Regions from separate parts of the Mus musculus genome. Here regions 2 and 3 are each linked to region 1. A link is a contact called in public HiChIP or PLAC-seq and promoter capture Hi-C data. All regions are on one chromosome and are shown on one strand. The core of a region is the stretch at or near the end of the contact, and the rest is flanking DNA. Distances in the headings are between cores, read along the strand shown. Region 1 overlaps Mcph1 (microcephaly, primary autosomal recessive 1). Region 2 holds the start of Xkr5 (X-linked Kx blood group related 5). Region 3 overlaps Mcph1 (microcephaly, primary autosomal recessive 1).

Region 1 (3,613 bases), core at 327-2,826:
CTCATCTCTTGCTATTCAGCTGAAGACATTGGGGCATGTAGGTGAAACATGGCTTGTCAGTGACCTCAGGACAGCAGTAGTATCAGCCACCATAATCCATCATCTGAGAAGCATGTGAGAGTGTGACCTTACTGTGGGTGCCCCTCTGCTCTGTAGAACTAAGAGGTAACCAGCACTTGGAGAATGTGGTCAGACTCCTTAGAGACAGCCCCAGCTGTGGCTTACCCATCAAATGTGATTTAGCTTGTGACTTTGCAAAATACAGTGTGTTGTACAAACTCTGCCTGGGGAGATGTGAACAGAAACATATTTATCTCCCAGACAGGCCACCAATCAGGCCCAAGTGATGAGAGGATACCACTCAAGTCCAGCTTGGAGGACCAATAGAATGACTGCCCTTGCTTAAAAGAAATGTGGGTAACCCCAAGTCAGCTACATCCCCAGAAAGTCTCAGTCTAGCATGGATGCTCCATATGGATGACATGTAGCTGCATAGACACATGTGTGGAGCTCTCATACACTCACTTAGCCCTCTGTGTATGCTAGCTACCACTTCCGAAGACCAGGAGACCATGTGCAGCCGGGGCAGAATTAAACAGGCTGGGAGCTAGACACCAGAGGGACAAGTGGAACTCTCAGGTACGGGTCCCATAACCCTTCCCACTGCTTCCTTCTTGTTGGTAATGTCAATGCTAGAACCTTGAGGTTCTCTTGTGAGTGGTCACAATCTCTCTGGTTAAAATAGCTGTTATGCTTGGAGGACAGCATCGCACAGCACGGTGCTTTATGACCGAAAAGCAAAATGCACAATTGCCCCTGCTTAGCTGGGGACAGAGAGAATGGGGTACAGTGCTGCTGGCTTCTAGCTACTTAAGCTATGTATTTTATACCCCACCCCACCCCTGGCCCTATTTAGATGATATTGCGCCACCACGCCCGGCTGATATTTCTCAAAGTAAATACAAGTGGGGCTTTTAAAGGTCTTCATAAAAGCGAAAATGTAAAGAGCTCCTGGGAAATGAGGCTGTCCTTTCAACTTGGCTTCCAACCCACTTCCGCAGTCATATAAATAGGAAGGCCTCTTCCTCGTTTCAATATCTTAAAAAGAAACCTTGATGTTACGTGTTGACCTAAGAGGAATGCCTTCCTCCTAGGGCAGACGGAAGGATATTCTTCAGGAATGCGAAGCTTGTGACAGGAATTATTGATACCTTTGGAATTTTTTCCCAAGTGACTCAGGGCTTCTTCAAACCATTACCTAGGAATTAGTCAGGGACTGCGTGTCGCCGTCCCCAACTGTTTTAAAGCAGAGCTGAGCACAGCGTAAGCGAGAAAGGCGCGAATGTGCCTTTGCGTGGTCTTCCCGCGCTGGGTGACTCTTGTTTTCCTGCACACTTTAATTAGAATGTTTCTACATTTGCCAAAGAAAATGTTGGAATGGAGACAAAACCGTGAAATTATAGGAACAGGGCTTGATGTAATAGCTTATTTGTGAAGGAAGCACAACTTGTTTGGTATTTTATTGAAGCAGGAAGTTCGGAGCCTCAGAACACACAAGCACAACAAATTCTCAGGTGCCGCTTGAGTCATCTGCTGTTGGCAGCGCCACTGGTAGCTTTCCCTGCGCTGACTTTTATCTTCTGGTTTGTTTTTTCTTTTTTGCAGAGTCACGAGGGTCAGGTGGGGTAGGAAATGACACAGAGCTTTAAAAAGATTGTGTAATTTTTTAAAAAAATGTACAGGTTGTGTACATTTTTTAAAGATAAGCTATGAGGATTAAACAGAGCAGGTCGGGCAGCCTCCCCTTAACCATATTGATACTTTTTTTGTACTTATCAACTTACAAAACAAGGAAACGTGAAATAAAATGAGAATCTGCCTGAAATGGTAACTGTCGCTCTGGGGAATCAGGGAATCGTATAGAGACAATCAAGATGAGAAGCGCTGTGGTTTGTTTCTCTGTTTTCTATTGGCTTTTGGCCACGGGAACTGAATGATAGACCCACAGCATTAAAAAGTTTGAGAAATATCTCGGGCTGACTGACACCGTTTTGTTTCATATGCAGAAATCATTGAGTTTCTGTCTTGTTTTTTGTTTCTGTCTGAAAACTCGGGTCTAGATGGTGCTTTGAGATGTGTAAAAATCTCCAGCCACCCTGGCACCACATGGTGGGTGTATTAAATACCTGTGAGTTTTCTGTCAAGTGACTGCTCCTGGTAGCACTTGAGTGAAGTGCTGGGATGGGATCCGATGGAGAGGAGGGAGGGAGGGCGGGGGGGCGGGGATAAGGGAAGGCAGGACCCAGGTCCTATCTGAATTGCTGTGTATCCTGCAGGATGTGAGGCTGGTGACCAGTTCACGGCTAGTAACCAAGCCTGTGTGGAGACAGGTGACAAGGCAGAGTCGTGCCTCAGGAAGGAGCATGCGCAGATCCCACAGATCAGGCATTAACTAACTGCCTAAGGGCTAAGAGCCAGCGCCAGCAGGGTGGGGCTTCATTCACTACCTGGCATGAGGGCACCTTCCTGGTGATACTTGAGAGATTATCTCTCTGCAGGTGAAATGAGCCAATTCAAAGCAAAGTAGGTTATATTAAATGCAGATTTATTGAGACTCTGCTCTCTCATAAAGATAGGTGAGTTCACTGGCCCCCAAGATCTAAGGCCAGGAAAGTCACTATGGAGAAACAGAGGGGGCGGAGCATACACACAGAGAGAGAAGTGGAGAAGAGAGAGGCACCAAATATCCTTTATCTATATAAGATATTATATGCTAATTAGGTATGCTAATTATGTATGCTAATTAGGGACTGAGGGATGCCAGGCAACCTTGGGGCCAGGTCTGCTTTGGTATGTAAAATATGCACCTCAGTCCCTTGTCAGAGTCCAAAACCTTTGTTCTTCATGTATATCCCATTATATATGAGGATCACTGCCTTTTGCTTTCTGTATGCCTGACTCTGCTTTTATTGGTCCTTTAAATGTGTCTTAGAAAACAGACACCATCAAATTCCACCCTGCTGCTAAATTTCCTCTTGTTGGCAGGTTCAAGGTCATGCCAGAGTATGTGGCATTTGAAGTGCTTTCTGACCCTGCTCTCTGCCAGTTACAGCTCTTCCCTTCTTTCTCCCTACCCACACTAGAGCCAGCCTGCCCTCCCACAAACCATAGCTTCTTAGTCTCTATCGTGAACCTTGCCCTGCCTGTCCCTCTGTACATGTGCATGCCTATCATACACACATGCATGCACATATCCCCTCAGCATGTGCATCTCCGTTGTACTGCTAGTCCCGAGTTGCGCTGGAGAAGAACCACTCCCACCATTTGAGGCCAGATTTGAAGCAAGCTTTATTAAATATTAAATACTGACCAAGAGATGGATGTCAGTCAGGACCACTCCCTGGAATTTCCCAGCTGGGAAATTAATAACCCTCTGAGGGGTTTATAAAGACAAACCCATAAACTACCATACTTTCCCATGAGGCTTTTGTTATAGTCCAGGAACTCCAACTCGAAGCATCCCAGGAGATTACGCCCCGGGCAGGTGGGGCTTATAGGTTAGTATTCGATACCTCACTTGTGTGTGCTCACACATACACACACACACACACAC
Region 2 (3,613 bases), core at 448-2,947, 180 kb after region 1:
CTCAAAGGAACCCAGGTCTCAACATAACCAGCACAGCATCCTTACCATTAGCAAGGAGCCCACAGGGCCTGCTAGCGATAAGACAGGCATAGTGGTAGTGGTATGTCTGTGGGGTTACACCGCATATGTGCTAAGTACCTGGGGGACCCAACAACCAGGAGTGACCTGGAGTCACCACACGGTTACAGCCAACCAGGGCTGCATGTGCTGGACTTCAGTCATAGCTGGTTCTGTGTGAGGCTGGCTTTGGATTTTCTTTTGTTTTGTGTTTCTAAGGACTGAACTCAGGGCAGTTCCTGTGCTAGGTAAGGCCTCTGCTATCCCCGAGTCCACTTTTCTGTTTATTTAGAGACAATGTTCTGCTAAGTTGCACAGGCTAGCTTTAAACTCTTTCTGCAGCCTAGTTAGGTTTAGAACTCACCACGTTCATCCACCCCCAACCTCTTCATTGGCTTGGATTATACGCCTATGCCATCAGACCAGGCTCCACCTATATAACCTCGGATGTCAGCGAGAAGCTGTGTTGGTATTACTGATTACTGAGGGGGATTGTGGAGGGTACTCAGGGACCCTTTCACACTACCGTTGTCCTGAGTTTTCTAGGATTACCAAGGAATGTAGATCAGTAGGCACAAACCTCACTGCTTGGAGGCAGAGCCGGGAACCCATCAGCTATGGGAAGAGAATAGCCACTATTCCTTTCTCAGTCCCAGGTTATGTTCAGTGCACTGACAAGCTTCCTGCTAAACATCCATTCTTTTCCTGTTGGAAAGCTAGGGGACTAGGCCACTATGGGCAACAGTGTACTTCCTAGTCTCTTAGGGCCTAAACTAGCGCCCTTTGGGATTCTGAGTGGGTGTTGGGGACGGGAATCTGCAGGGATTATTCTGTAAATCAGAGGTAAATTTCAGAGATACCATGTCCAAGAAGGGACGCGGAACCTTGTTGGATCCGGATGGTGGAGTTTCCCCAGGGACCGGGCCTTGTAGGAGAGTGGCAGAAGTGGGCGGAGGCACTCTATGCCAGCACTGAAAGGGTTACAAATTCAAACGCGAAAGGCGCGAAAACTATGGCCATCTTGCTTCATCTCCGCTACCCACAGGACCCTTGTCTTCAGTAAACCAGCGTTCTGCTGTGTCACAATCTCGAAAGGGTAACCAGTGTCCTTTGGGATCCCACCCCTCCACCTCTCCCAGCTCTTGGATCGCATGCCACCCCAGCCCGGAGCCCGGGTGTCCAGGGAGCCAGGGCGCCTCACCAAGTGCTGGCGCTCCAAAGTAGCCTCCTCACGCAGCTCTTTGCAGAGCACCAGCGAGAGGAGAGAGAAGGGACTCAGGGCTCCGGGTTTGGAGTATGGGGAGGATCCATGCATGGAGGGATGTCTAACTGGATGGAGGAAATCATGCATGGTGAGGGGATCACACAGGGAGTGCTCTGCAGGCTAGGACGGGAGATCATCGTGCGTGCACCGGCGCAGTGTTCGCCGCTTGCCTGCCTGCCGGAGGAGGAGGAGGCACAGCGGTGGTAGATGTGCCCCGCACACTGGGTTGGAGTAGGGTATTGGAGGGGTGAGCACTCGCGGGCTGCGCCTCACTCACGCGCGCTTTGCTCGGCCGCCTGCAGCAGGGCAGAGAGCCCCAGGAGCCCCGCGTGCATCTTCTGAGCTGCTGCTGCCTGTGCCCGCCCCTTCCCCTGCCCGGGACCGGGTTGGGGAGGCTTCCGGCTTGGGGCCCCAAGACAGGAGGCTTTTCTTCCCAGTCAGTTACCAAGTTGCTAGTAGGGTTGGGGTGAAGGCGGGGACAGGGGGCAGGAGGAACCGACAGGTTCTTAGGGGGCAGTCTCGCGGTCTGTGTCAGATTTGCATGCTGTCCCAGCCTCCTAACGGCTGTAAGACACAATGGGTTTGTTCTGAAGCGAAATGGGTTAGTCACTGGGTGGTCATAGTCAGCGGGTTTGCTCAAAACAGAGTCCACTTAACTACTAGTCAGAGTGGTGTATGTGTGTATGTGTATCATGGGAGGAGGAATTTGAAAAGCTGATTGGGACTTTTGAAAAATTTCAGTTGTGTGTCCAGAAAAGGGAAAGGAAACACGCCTAAAATGGCATCTGAGCCTTTAATAGCCGCTTTGCTTTCAGACCTTTCTCCCAGGTATCCTTGAGGGGTTAATCCAGATCCCCCAAAGCCAGAAGTAAACCTTCCCACGGAAAGTCTTTCTGGGAGATGGGAAAGCATCACCCTGACATTTGTTTCGATGTAGAGGTTACACAGGACTGTGGACGTGGGGACAAAGATTGTTCTGAATCGTCCATGCCCAGCGGAAAAATGTTTTATAACCCTTGAGCAGGCGTGGCAGGAAATTACTAAGTAGAGGTCAGGCCTACAGCGATTCTGCCCCATAGAATTCTTGCGAAGGAATAAGAATACACAAATTAGGACTGGAAATAAATGCTGTTCATGATTAGTGATGGGTGGGGAACATTTCAATACATTTCTCAACATTTTTAGCCTTAAAACATCCCACCACACTCCCCATCCAAATTCCTAGGTGTACGGTTTGAGAAATAAAAACATATTCTATATTTCATTTGTTAAAAACAGTCCAAGGCAGGCAAGGTGGGGGATCAGGACGTTGGCTGCCTCTCTGGTCTGTCTTGTGTGCTGTGTCCAGTGTGGAGGGACATGGCCCCCCAGGTTCAGAATCCTATAAATGGAGATCGCAGAAGGGTCAGCTGGAAGACACAACTGGGGATTCCAGCTGGGATATTCTATCTGATTCTATTCTATTTGATTGGCTGTGTGGCAAAGGTGGTTGGTTCATAATCACACCTCCTGTGCCACCAGCCTCCCTTCTCTCTACCTTTCTTTTCTTCACAGCACTTATCCAGTTACGTTTCCTCCTTGGCTAATGTGTTATCTTTTACCAGTCTGCTATGGCAGGAGGTGAGGTGCCTTCATTAGACTAATGACACTGTCTCTAGACCTGACTCAGGGGAGGCTCTTGTGAGACAGACTTCCTGGAGAGACAAAACATGACAGATAAAAGCAATGGCTGCACCCTTGTCCAGCTTGGTGAACCAATGAGTATTTACTGTGGTGACTAACTGGAGTGGGGGACTCATTACTTACAAGGAGCAGGGATGTCTCAAAAGCAGCGGCAACATCAGAGAGATCACCCTGACATGGGTTTAGATTTCTCCTGCAGGCTCCACATGGCATTAGACCAGAAATGCTGGTATTCTCTATCCTTCAAGCTGACTGGGGAAATCTCGCCTGGGTAAGGTAGATGCGTTGAGAGATCCTTTATAGTCTCAAGATTCCCACTCTTGGTAAGTCCCAGGCCCTGGCTGATATGGCCCGATTAGATTGTTGGTGGCCTCTCTGGAGAATAATCCAGCTTCCCAGAGAAGACTTCCCTAGGGTAGGTAGAACTTCTTACGCACAGGATGTGTCTGTGCTCAGGACTAAAACGGGTCCTAGAATGAGCTAGGAGCTGCCTGTGATAGGCCATCCATCTCCTTGTTTCCCACAGGACTGCTTGTAACTCTGAAGGTTGCTGATTCAGGCCTCCCAAGCAGGGTATGTCCTCCTGCTGACCCCTCAGGCACAGGACCA
Region 3 (3,613 bases), core at 426-2,925, 150 kb before region 1:
CAGTTCATTCCTTGATGTAGGATTTCAGGCAGATGGACTCTTCTCGCATGGACTGTTTGGCTTCCTCCACTTGAATGATAGTTTAGAGATTTCTTCATGTTTCATGCAGTAATAGTTTCCTTTGTCTAGCCAAGTAGTATCCATTGCATGTGCATACCACAGTGCATTTGCCAGTGGTGGAAATGTGAACGGTTTCCCATTTTTGGTTACTATGAATGAAGTTGTTATGGAGATTTGTGTTTGTGCCTTTCTGTGTTTTCATTTCTCGTGGTTTATCACCCAAACAAGGTGGCTGCATGGTTTTATGTTCCTCTAGCAGTGTGAGTGTTCTTTTGTTCCATGCCTTCACCCACACTTGGGATTTGTCCATCATCTGAATTTAGCAATTAAGAGTGGATACATAGCAGCCTTTCGTAAGTTCTAATTTACATACCATATAATTTTCTCAGTTAAACTATACAATTTACTGCTTTTAAACATACTCAAAGAGTTGTACAGCCATCTCCACAATTTTAAAGTATTTTGTACCTGGAGTTGAAGCCTGCACCCTTTAGCTCTCACTCCCACGTCTGAAGCCTCAGCAGCTGTTTATTCACTTCCTGCCTTTATAGTTTTCCAGTTCTGGGTATTTTTGTATAAATGCAGCTATATAGTTTGGCAATGCCTGAAGCTGCTTCTTAGCAAAATCTGTTCTGTTGTCCCTTTTATTTGCTTCCTTTTTCTGATCAAATAGTGCTTGATTGTATGAGAGTATATGCATGAGCACACAGGAACACACACAACACACGCACAAGCAAAATGCTTATTGGACTCACAATTCCAGGTTATAGCATCATGGCAGTCATGTCACTGCAGCAGGTGGATGAGAGAATTGGTTCTGTTCCATCCATGGTCAAGAGCAGGGAACATTGAATGTACATGTGTTAATAGTACTCAGCTCTGCTCCTCCCTGTTTTATGCAGTCCAGGATCTCTTTCTCAGTGAATGGTTTCATCCAAGGCAAGATATTCTTGCCTTACTCTAGACAGTCCTTTACAGACATGCCTAGGAGCCTGTCTCCTGGGTGCTGAGCTGTTAGTTCATAGTAACTATCACAGGGTAGAAGGTAGTCAGCCCATATATGTGTACCGTGTGCATACGGTGCCCACAGAGGCCAGAACAGTGCATCATCCCCGGAACTGTACAGTTACACTATAGATGATTATGAGTCACCCAGTGACTAATCCAGGTCTTTTGCAAGAGCAGCACTGCACTAACAGCCAGCCGTCTCTCCAGCCACAGGAAATTTGTCTTTAACCAGTCCCCCTCAGAGTACCCTGCTCCCACAGGCAACGTGTATGCATCTTTTGCTCACAAATGTTCTTTCTTTTTATACCACTGTACAAGCCAGTGGCTTCTGCTTGCAGTTCTGATAGGAAGTAGGTAGTTGGATCTTGTGTCCACCATGGATACAGTTCCTGTCACATAGAGCTTTTTCCCTTCCTCCTGTGCTGCCTGCCATCCCAATGTCCAAAGCTCTTGGCTTCTAGTTATCTCACATGGACATAAGAATTCCACCCTGGTGTTAGGAGAGTGGGTGTTTCTAGGCACCCATGTCCAGACATGCTCACCTGCTCCTCTCTCTTGTGCTCCCCACTCCCGCTGGGGAGGACCTGGAGTCCTTGACTTCTGCACCTCTGCTAGGCCTGGACTTCCTTTTGTTTGTTTGGTTGGTTACTTTCCAGTTCTGCAGGCAGCTCTTACCCACTCCTTGTTTTCATTAGTTTATGTCCCATTTGTTTTCTTTTACTGTTATTTTATTGGGATCTGGTGGACGAAGAGAAAATCGTGCACTTGTTCTGTCGTTTAACCCAGATGACAAAACCTGTTTTATTCCCTAAACATTGCTTAGTTATTATCTCAGGGCCCTGTTGTGCCTACTCTGTTACTGTCAATCTTCAGTGGTCCCTTGGGTACTCTCTTGCTCCTGAAACCTATTGTTTGGGTGACCTATTTGTGACACTTCCTTCAATACCTCTTTCCTTAGATAGAACCTGCAGGGGCAGGAGGTCAGCTCTTAAGCATAGCAAAATGTCCGCAGGGAGACCAGAACTCTGTGTGATGGTCTCTCATAACTGGGGTTGTCTGCCTGATCTTTCTCAAAGCATTGGTGGTATGTAGGAAAGTTACTTATTTGGTTTTTATGTTGATTTTGTATCTGTCACTTTGCTAACATGTTTATCAGGGCATTTATGCTGGAGGCTTTATGGTTCCTTAATAGATAATATCTTCTAGAAATAAGAACACTGACTTCTTCCTATGCTACTTGTATTCTTTTTATTTACCTCTCTTGTCTTATTGTTCTTTCTAAAAGTCCATTCCTCTTTTAAGGTAGGGTCTCATTACGTAACTCTGGCTGACCTGGAACTTGCTCTGTAGACCAGGTTGACTATGAACTCACTCTACCTCTGCCTGAGTGCTGGGATTAAAAGCGTGAAGCACCATGCCTGGATTTATAGTTTGTATTCTTTCACTTGAAATATATACATGCTCAAGTGGGACTGGTTTGTAGGAAGATGGAAGTGTCATTCCTTCCTAGTGGATTGTGAGTGTTGTGAACTATCTATAGACAGATGGCAGCAGCCACAACTGCCAGAGAGGCTTGCTGCAAACATTGTAATTTTGTAAATATTATTATTATTATTATTATTATTATTATTATTACAAGTCATTCCTGTAACTTCAGTAACTGTTTAGAGATGGTGAAGCTGAGGTAGGCTGTATATGTGGAGATTCTAAGGTGGACCATAAGGACAGGGAGATAGGCTGGTAGATGTGGAGACACTAAGGTGGGCCATAAGGGCTGGTAGGTGTAGAGACACTAAGGTGGGCCATAAGGACAGGGATGAGCTAGATCGACTGGGGAAGTAGTGAGTGAGATTAGATAGAAAGGATGGGCCTGTGTCCGTGAGGATCAACAGGATAGATTATAGCTACAGAGGGTCAGTTAAGAGGAGGAGGGTGTGGAGAAGAGAGGAAATGAGGTAGGAATGAGAGGAGAGACTGGGCTATGCACAGAATAATTATTATCGTACACTATCAAAGTCAAAGCAAGACCATGAAAACATATTTATGCAGGACGGAGAGATGGCTCAGAGCACTGGCTGTTCTTATAGGGGACCTGGGCTCAATTCCCAGTACCCACAAGGCTCTACTCATAGCTGTCTCAGGCCCTCTTCTGGTCTCTATGGATACAATGCAAACAAATGGTGCACAAAAAACCATGCAGACAAAACACTTGTACCCATAAGATGAAATAAAAATAAATGTAAAAAGACATTTGTGGAACTTGAAAAACAAAGACAGTGAAAATACTGTTAGAATTATCATATATGTCAGTCAATGTTTCTGCCCTGGAGGGATGGGTTTTGAGTCCCTCCCCTCCCTATGATGTCTCAGGTAGCAGCAGACTACTAATGAGAGAGGTGCTGCTTGTTGTTCTAGTTCATACTTTCAAACCCCATTTGTGAGGATGCAGTGTCCTAGAGAATTTAAAACCAAACCAAACCAAACAAAACAGTTACCTTTGGGACCAAGTTTCCGCCCTTTTGCCAGTAGGTGTCACACCCTCCTT

The links. Promoter capture Hi-C pulls out the DNA fragments that hold promoters and counts their contacts. HiChIP or PLAC-seq counts read pairs in DNA pulled down with a chosen protein or histone mark.
Region 2: a promoter capture Hi-C map of the C10 cell line shows a contact between it and region 1. The contact joins the promoter of Xkr5 here to the enhancer-like site in region 1. A contact is called at or near these places in 4 of 39 promoter capture datasets (the C10 cell line, fetal liver, neutrophils and 1 more), 2 of 484 Hi-C or Micro-C datasets (the G1E-ER4 cell line and bone marrow-derived macrophages) and 2 of 115 datasets of contacts at active chromatin or transcription factors (bone marrow-derived macrophages and embryonic stem cells).
Region 3: a FOXA1 HiChIP or PLAC-seq map of pancreatic cancer cells shows a contact between it and region 1. The contact joins two enhancer-like sites. A contact is called at or near these places in 16 of 39 promoter capture datasets (the 3T3-L1 cell line, the C10 cell line, the HPC-7 cell line and 10 more), 2 of 15 datasets of contacts at CTCF or cohesin (both in the NIH/3T3 cell line), 72 of 484 Hi-C or Micro-C datasets (the AML12 cell line, the BV-2 cell line, the C2C12 cell line and 46 more), 8 of 115 datasets of contacts at active chromatin or transcription factors (the HPC-7 cell line, bone marrow-derived dendritic cells, bone marrow-derived macrophages and 5 more) and 3 of 9 other capture datasets (adipose tissue, liver and pancreatic islet).

What each region holds. Positions count from the first base shown.
Region 1 is chr8:18,766,590-18,770,202 of GRCm38.p6, forward strand. All of the region lies in intron 12 of Mcph1 (microcephaly, primary autosomal recessive 1), which reads left to right. Among named protein-coding and RNA genes, the nearest start is that of Angpt2, 27 kb to the left of the region's middle. Within about 2 kb of position 1,577, at least 65 of the 459 cell types and tissues checked have an H3K27ac peak or open chromatin away from gene starts, as enhancers often do. A contact at or near this core is called in the C2C12 cell line, the G1E-ER4 cell line, a colorectal cancer cell line and 6 more, where this site is marked.
Region 2 is chr8:18,949,278-18,952,890 of GRCm38.p6, forward strand. Xkr5 (X-linked Kx blood group related 5) reads right to left here and starts at 1,698. Exons shown (of 7, transcript NM_001113350.2): 1 at 1,599-1,698. The coding sequence starts at 1,656. Gm40464 (a long non-coding RNA gene) reads left to right here and starts at 990. Exons shown (of 3, transcript XR_870173.3): 1 at 990-1,153.
Region 3 is chr8:18,618,101-18,621,713 of GRCm38.p6, forward strand. All of the region lies in intron 3 of Mcph1 (microcephaly, primary autosomal recessive 1), which reads left to right. Among named protein-coding and RNA genes, the nearest start is that of Gm25763, 5.8 kb to the left of the region's middle. Within about 2 kb of position 1,676, at least 122 of the 459 cell types and tissues checked have an H3K27ac peak or open chromatin away from gene starts, as enhancers often do. A contact at or near this core is called in the C2C12 cell line, the G1E-ER4 cell line, a colorectal cancer cell line and 5 more, where this site is marked.